Regions from separate parts of the Anas platyrhynchos genome. Here region 1 is linked to region 2. Evidence: chromatin contacts called from public Hi-C data. All regions are on one chromosome and are shown on one strand. Each heading gives the region's core, a stretch centred on a gene start, on an enhancer-like site or on the middle of the called end of the contact. The rest is flanking DNA. Distances are from core to core; before and after follow the strand shown. Region 1 overlaps TEDC2 (tubulin epsilon and delta complex 2). Region 2 holds the start of CCNF (cyclin F).

The links. A called contact is a pair of places that touch in the nucleus more often than the background predicts.
Region 1: a Hi-C map of subcutaneous adipose tissue shows a contact between it and region 2, with 4 times the contacts expected there. The contact joins the enhancer-like site here to the promoter of CCNF in region 2. A contact is called at or near these places in 4 of 8 Hi-C or Micro-C datasets (liver, skeletal muscle and subcutaneous adipose tissue).

The regions. Positions count from the first base shown.
Region 1 is chr15:7,522,861-7,526,604 of IASCAAS_PekinDuck_T2T, reverse strand. It overlaps TEDC2 (tubulin epsilon and delta complex 2), which reads left to right. Exons shown (of 10, transcript XM_072024068.1): 9 at 2,090-2,239. The coding sequence ends at 2,236. Among named protein-coding and RNA genes, the nearest start is that of TEDC2, 8.0 kb to the left of the region's middle. Within about 2 kb of position 1,759, at least 4 of the 8 cell types and tissues checked have an H3K27ac peak or open chromatin away from gene starts, as enhancers often do. A contact at or near this core is called in subcutaneous adipose tissue, where this site is marked.
Region 2 is chr15:7,475,937-7,479,574 of IASCAAS_PekinDuck_T2T, reverse strand. It overlaps CCNF (cyclin F), which reads left to right and starts at 1,437. Exons shown (of 17, transcript XM_027468963.3): 1 at 1,437-1,586; 2 at 3,182-3,336. The coding sequence starts at 1,574.

The DNA.
Region 1 (3,744 bases), core at 510-3,009, 47 kb before region 2:
AGGGCAACTGTGGTGCAGAAGTTGGGATGCTGGATCGTGATGGAGGAGCAGTAGTACAGCAGGCTCTCCCAGTGGTGTTTCTGTGTTTATGCTTCACTCTGTCCCATGAGTGCCTCACTTTGCAGATAGCCAGACTTACTCTTTTAAGACCACAGCAGAGCGCTTTCAGTGTCAGACCCTTTTTTTAGCCACTCTTTTGGAATAAGGCAGTGGAGGATGTTGGAAGTGCTTGGAGATTGCTTTTGGCAGACCTTTATAGTCCCCCTTTAAATTTCAAACCACTGTGCTGCTACTCTTGACTCTACCTTCCTGAGACTTCCTGTAAGAACATGAAAGGAGGTCAGCTTCTCCACCAGAGAGCTTGCTGCACAGAGATCATTTGTTCTTCTCAACCTCCAACAGCAAAGGGCAGAGATCTGTGAAATCACATCTACCCTCTTCCTCTGAGATAGATCAAAGGCTATGTCAATGACAGAGTCTTTGGAAAAGCAGGGTATTTTTAATAACTTGAGGAAGAGTTATTTGTAAGTGGCCATACTTCCCTTTCTGGCTGAAGATGGACTGTTGCTTGTTTTCAACAGGGCTTTTAGTGCTATATCCTTGATTTACGGGTTGTGAGATCTTTGCTATCCGTGTGCCCATAATGTAGTAGTTACTGAAGCCTGATGCTTCATCGACTGGCCCTATTTCCTCTGCATCTGTATTTAAATAGATGCTTTGTGTTAGGTGAGCGCTGAGTATCTGAAGCAGCTCTGTGTAGAGTATGTGAGATAAGTAAAATTATTGGGACAGGTGAAGTAAATGGACATGGTACAAGATAAATGTACTGGGAAATGTGCTTCATGTTTCTGGGCCAGCCCTGTCCATTGCCTTTCTGTAGAGAAACAGCAAGAATCATAAAAAGTCCTGGTCCTGTTAACTCTTAGCTTGTCTTTGGTGTAGGTCTGTTTTCCTCTATCCTTCTGCATTAGGAGCAGATCAAGGGGATGGAAAAGAGAAGGGTGTTTCTCATAGCAAGTGGGGGAATGTAGCACTTCTTGTGCCAATTTTCTCCTTACGTCCACAAATCTTAACTCTTTCCAGAGATTAGCAACTGTGCTCTGTCCCTGTTTCCTGCAGAGGTTTGTAGAGGACTGGAGAGGGGAACCCCTGCAGATGTCCTGTACCCTGTTCTGTTTGGGTCTTCGTTTCCACCACTGAACCACACTTTGAGGGACGTGATTGTCACATGCAATTGATTGTCCACTCTTCTCCTGGGAAGCCAGCGTGCCTAGTAGACTGTGGAGTTTTAATGAGCAGACTGCTTGGTGCTCATTAGCAGATACTAGCTGAAAAATTCCCAGGCAAAATGCCTTTCTGAGTGTTAATTCAGGACTGGGGCACTAAAGGGTAACTTTGTCCTTCAACAGGAAGTACACTTCTGCTTGGGTTGGCAGTCCCAGCCATCATCCCAGAGCTTTGTGCTGCTAATTATACTGTGAAAGGCCAATGGTCATTTGGGAGTGTGGACTGAGATCACGAGCTAGGCTTAATAAGCCAGGGGTCAGATCAAGGAAAGTCAGACAGCTCTAGCATCCCCAGCAGCATCCCTGTTCTGCATGGGCTGGAGTTGGCCTCTTGCCCACCTGTCTTGTATTAATGTGACCCAAGTGGGAGGAGGCAAGAGCAATCAGTCGTAAATGAGCTGAACTTAGCAGTGGGTGAGTAAGCTGTTGGCTGTGTGGTTGCAGAGCTCCCAGATCAACTTCGTACGTGCTTGCTTTGAGTTTCTTGCAGAGAGCTGATCTCATCCCAGCGCTGGGCCTTCTCTGCAGCACGGTGCTGTCAGAGCCCGCAGAAGAAAAGCGCTGCCACTTATCTCGCTGGCTGAGGAGCACTGGGTGGCTGCTGGTGTGCTTTATGAGCAGGGGATGAACAGCTCTGTCGCTGTTAAATGTGACAAAAGAAAGCATTTATCTGCCAGTTAATGTGGTATTACTCATACTGCTCTGGTTAGCTCTTGCTTGTTATGCAGCCACTTCAGTTCCAGGAATCCTAGAAGCGCACCCTGGCCCTGCTCTGGTGACGTGTCTTCTTTGTTCCTGCCCAGCTCACGATGACAGAACTGCTGCCTGTCCTGGAGTCCGAGGCATGCCCAGAGGCCTCTGCAGCTCAGCTGTATCGGGCGATTTACACCCAGCTCTGTGAAGGCGGCAAGCGATTCCCTGTGCTGGTGAGAGATGAGCTGGCAGACTGATTGGTGAGAACCTCCTACCAGCCATTCACGTAACCAGAGACAGTTTTAAGCAATAAATCTTCACCAATAACTTTTTTTTTTTTTTTTTTACTCTGCTTGTTTGTCTGACTAAAGGAAACTAAATTCCTGGCTTTTGCCTTTTCTTTGTCTGTGAGTTTTACAACCTGATAATTCTGAGGCTCTCTGAAGCGTCAGAAACCTTCAGTGTTTCCATGGGTAGTGGTGTTGGCTTTTCTTCAAAGTCTTCCAAGGTCTCTCTGTCCAACTAGCTCTGGATTCTTGACCTCCTCAGCCACGACACTGCCCTTGTATTCAGACTGTAGCTATCTGTAGGATGTAATTTATGCTGTTTGCAGTATACTGGGGGCACAGCTTTCCAGTGTCAGTAAATCCGGAGAACCCAAGGTTCTGCTTCCCTATTACTATGTCCACAAAGTGATATATAACCAGCATGATAGTTGCATGCAGTGGTGCCTCTTCAGGAACCAGTCTGGTTTCCAGACAGCCAACTGCTTGGCACCTGCACCACTCTGCAGCTGGAGCAGTCCTTTCCTTTTAGCCTTCCAGCCACATTGCTGCTCAGAGCAGGGGCCTCTTCAGGCAGTTTCACAGCTCGCCAGGCTCTTTTATAACGACTTGCACTAGCCTACAACTGAAATACTTTTGCTGGATCATCTTAGGTGGTGATGGTGCCCGAGGCAGCAGTCTGAGAAGGGTTGGGCTATGTGCACTCGGGGGAGATTCAGGGAAATCCAGCTGCAGCAGCAGAGCTGACAAAGCAGCCCGGTAGGTGGCACTCAGCGCTTTGCATTGCTGCTGAACCTGTGCTGGAGCTGTTTTCCAGAGTGACTAGTGCAATATCCTGCCCAGCTATATAAATACAGGTACTCGAGCAGTTCTGACCTTATCACCACAGGAAAACTCTGGCTTTGGTTCTTCATGCATCTTAGGTCTGCGCGTGTGGGCCCTACATCCCCAGCGTTGCTGTGTAGCAATTTAATCAGTGCTTTAGAGTCGTATGGAATAATTCTGCATTTTTTAAGTCCATTTAGAGAAGGGCCACTGCAGCATTTTAATTCTCGTTAGTTTGACTTGCACTGTATCTGGACTGAGCTGTTGGTTTGGAGTGATTTGGCTCTTCGCAATGCTGACGTTGGTCATTATTTTTTCTTGGCAGGAGATAAGGTTGTCTCTCTTTTCCAAATATTTGGCCCTTTCTGACGTGCTCCCAATTCGCTGAAAATTATCCAAATATATGAAAATCAGCACCTCTTACTTTCGCTTTTATTTATTTTTTATGGGATTGCATTTGTTTGTTCGTATATAGGATTTCACTTCCCATGGAGCCGGCAGGTAGGGCAGCTCTGGCGTGTGCAACGGAAGCACGCAGCAGCTACCCAGGGCTGTTTGCTTTTCAGCCTGGATGTATTTTGTCTGAAGGGCTGGCTTTTTTTTCCTGCATGCATATGTGGAAGCATATGCATGAACAGATGGATGTAGAACGGAGC
Region 2 (3,638 bases), core at 188-2,687:
CACAAGGTCGGCATAGTTGTTCCAGTAAATGAGCAATGCCTTTCCAGTAATAAGCACTGGGAGAATGGTATCTTCTGGCTTTTGGCAAGCAGCATCCCTTTAGCTGCAGCTGCTTTGGGGCCAGCTCACCAGTTCTGGTGTCAGAGCACTGCTGCCGTGCCCTGCCCCAAACCTTTCCTGCATCTACAGTCACAGACTTTGTGTTCCTGCCACCTCACTGCCAGGTCCCAGCTCTGTGTGCCCGCCTGGGTTTCTGTTGTAAGCTGCCCCCTTCCCTGTGGCCTGCCTTCCGCTGCTGCTCCAGTTTCGGGGAGGGATGAGATCTACCTGAGGGCACTCTGCCCCATGACTCACGGAGCATCTCCCGGTGGTATTTTAGCTTTCTACGCGGTTATTCACGTTTTGTTTGCTGGCTCAACTTATTTTTAGTTGACAGAAACAGCTGTGAGGGGGAGAAATAAGGAACAAAAGCCGACAGCGTGATTAACTCTTTCACTCAAAACACTTCCCAGCTAAAAGGAGATGAATATTTGATGAGAACTCGATGCCACTTTGCCATGCCCCAGGACCGTGAGGCAGCTTTGAGGATGGAGGTGGATGTGCACGGGGGGAAGCCTTCCACAGCAGCTCCTGCGTTCAGGGCTGTATTCACACCTGTGGTCACTGCACGGCTCTGGGGTGGGCACGAGGGGCTCCGTCCCGGCACAGCGGCGTGGAGCCCCCCGAAATAAGGCACGGAGCCACCTCAGCTGGGCTCCCCCAGCACCAAGCTGGAGCACTGGAGATACCTCAGAGCCCCCCAAAACCCCTCCCGTGGGAGCATCCAGAATGTGTTGTGTGATGAAATACGCTCCTAAAACCGCGGGGTGTTATTAAATAAAACTCAGAGACACTCTAACAAATAGGAAAGTTTATTGAAGCTAAGCTGGGCCGTGCGGGCCCTGCCTGGCACCGCCTGAGGGGAGCGGGCCCGCAGGCCGCGCTGGTTGCCATGGCAACGCCCGCCCCGCACACGGGGGGGGGCGAAGGGGGGGGGGGGGGGTCCCTGCTCTCCGCACGCATGCGCCGCAGCCGCCGTGCCCGCGAGGTGCTCGAACCGCCAACTGCCCCGATTCGAATTCGCATCCTCGACGCCCAATCGCGGCCCGCGGGGCGGGCCCGGCCCCGCCCCCCCGCGCCCCGCCGGCCAATCAGGCGGCCCGCTGGGTTTAAAAAAAAAAGTGCGCGCGGCCGGCAGGCGTCGCTCAGCGGAGCCGGGCCGGCGGCGGAAAGGGGCGGGGCTTCCGCCAGCACCACCCCCAGGGTAGGCGGGGCCTGAGGGGAGGGGGCGTGGCTTGGGGGCGGGGCCGGCCGCGCGCTCCTTCCCTGACCCTCGCTGAGCGCCGAGGGGGCGTGGCCAGGCCCCGGGGCCGGAGCGGGCAGCGCCAAGCCCCGCCCCTTTACGGCTTAGCCCCGCCCCTCACCGCTAAGCCCCGCCCCCTGCTCGGTGAGGCCCCGCCCCCTCGGCCCCGTCCCCTCAGAAGCGCTCCGGGCGCCGCCGCCGCCGCCGCTCGATCCCCGGGGAGGCTCCGCGATGAAGGCGGGCGGTGAGTGAGGGCCGCGCCGCCACGGCACCCCCACACGCAGCCCAACGCGGCCCCTCGGCTCCCGGGGGATTCAAACCGGGGCGGGGACAGGGCCTCGGTGGGGTCCCGGGGTGGGGGAGGCCGGGGGGGACCGGCGGGGAGGCTCCCGGAGGTTCCCGGAGGCGGCCGGGCCCCGGCGGCGCTGCCCCTGCCGGGGGGGCTCGGCCTGGGGCTGGGCTCCCCCCGGGGCCTGTGGAGCCGGGGGGGGTGCGGGGGTCCCGTCCGTTCCCTTCCCGGTGTGTGTGGGGGGAGCCGCTGGGCCCCGGGGCTGTCCGGGTGCGGGGTTTTGCAGAGGAGCGGGGCCAAGGGAAGGGAAAAGGGAGAGAGCACCCCCTAAAAATCCCCCGTGCTCCCCCTTTATCCGTCTCTCTCACCGTGGGGAGGAGCCGGGAGCGGCACCGCGGGCCCAGCTGCTGCCTTCGGCCCCCACGGATCAGACAGGGCGGTTCGGTGTGGTACCGTGCTGCTCGCACCTACATCCAAATATCTCCACATGAGAAATGAGCCGGTGAGAATAGGGCCGGCAGCACGGTGTTGAGGTCTCCAGCAGAGCCAGGGAGTCTCCTAGGAAGCTTCTTTAGGAAGAAAACTAAATAAATTTCCCAGGTATAACCTCTTTTTGTGTGAGGCTTGAACCAGATTTGAAAAGTTCAATCAAGAAGCCCTCTGTGGCCAAAGCAAAGACCTTTAAGTGTCCCTCTAATTTATGGGGCTCAGGCTTTCACTTCAGAATTTAGTTTTGGAGCCCCCCATCTGTGAAGGAAACGTTCAGCCGCCTTCAGTCTCAGCAGTGGCCTCTGTTGCCCGTGCATCTGCCTGCCCTGGGTCCGGGTGGCAGCCCAGCACTGTGCTCTCAGTAGCAGACGGAGAAAAGTTTGGGTTTCCTGTCCTCAGAGAGCAATGCGCTGTGCTCCCCTTGGGTTTGCCCCTCTTGGCAGTGAGGGTGAACTCTTAACGAGCAACAGAAGTAGCCAGCGCCCTGGTCTGTGAGCCCTACAAAACGGTGAAGACTTCAGAGAAAGGTTTCCTGGTTCTTAGGGCTCTTCTCTGAGTGCCCGTGGCAGCAACTGGCTGCCCAGGAAGGTGGGCTTCTGGCGTCAGCAGGTTTAGTGGGTCTTAACTTCCTAATCGAGCCGGTCACATTTCAAGGTCTGTTATCAATTGAGGAGGAAAAGTTGGGAGGTGGGGGAGGTAAATGGAGTCGTAGTGGTGACAGTTTAACTAAACAGGCAAACGGTGGAGTTAGGGCGCAGGAGCCTTCTCCTGGGTGAGGAGTGTTTGAGCTGAATGGCACGAGCCATCCTTCCTGAGCATCTCAGCTTAACTGACTAAACTGAACTAAAAAAAATTGAACCAGTTGCTTCTTCGTAGCTAAGCCTTACAGCGTTCTGTGACGGGCTCAATCTCTACAGTTACAGTTTGAAGAAGTATTACATGCTGCAGTCAATAGGTACTTGATCAGATGCGTGTTTATGTGTGCATGTACACTGTAAGTGCCTTTTTTTTCTTGTACTGTTCCATCACTAACTGAGGTGTTCTTTGGTTTTGTTTCCCAGTGATTCACTGTAGGTGCTCCAGGTGTTTTTCTTTCCCTTCAAAGCGGAGGATAAGAAAACGGCCCCGCGTCCTGACGTTGCTAAGCCTGCCCGAGGACGTTCTGTTTCATGTTCTGAAAGGCCTTCCTGCTGAGGACATCCTCTCGGTCAGAGCTGTGAGTCTGCAAGTGCTTCTCCTCTGTCGCGTGCAATGGCTTATTTCTGCCATTAGGAGCCAGGACTGCATACAGGAAAGTCTGTGTCCAAGTAAACCTGAAGGAAGGCAAAAAATACATGCAGTAGCTGGGTATTTGGTATCCTAGTAACTTTATTTCTTGGTACTCAAGCTTCAAAATTGTAGCAGTGATATTTGTTTGATTTGTGCAACTTTTCTGTGGAAATTGTCTTGCCAACTCACTGGGACTGAACAAGTTGATTTGGTTTAGCATCTTTTGCCTTAGTGATGGTTAGACAGGAA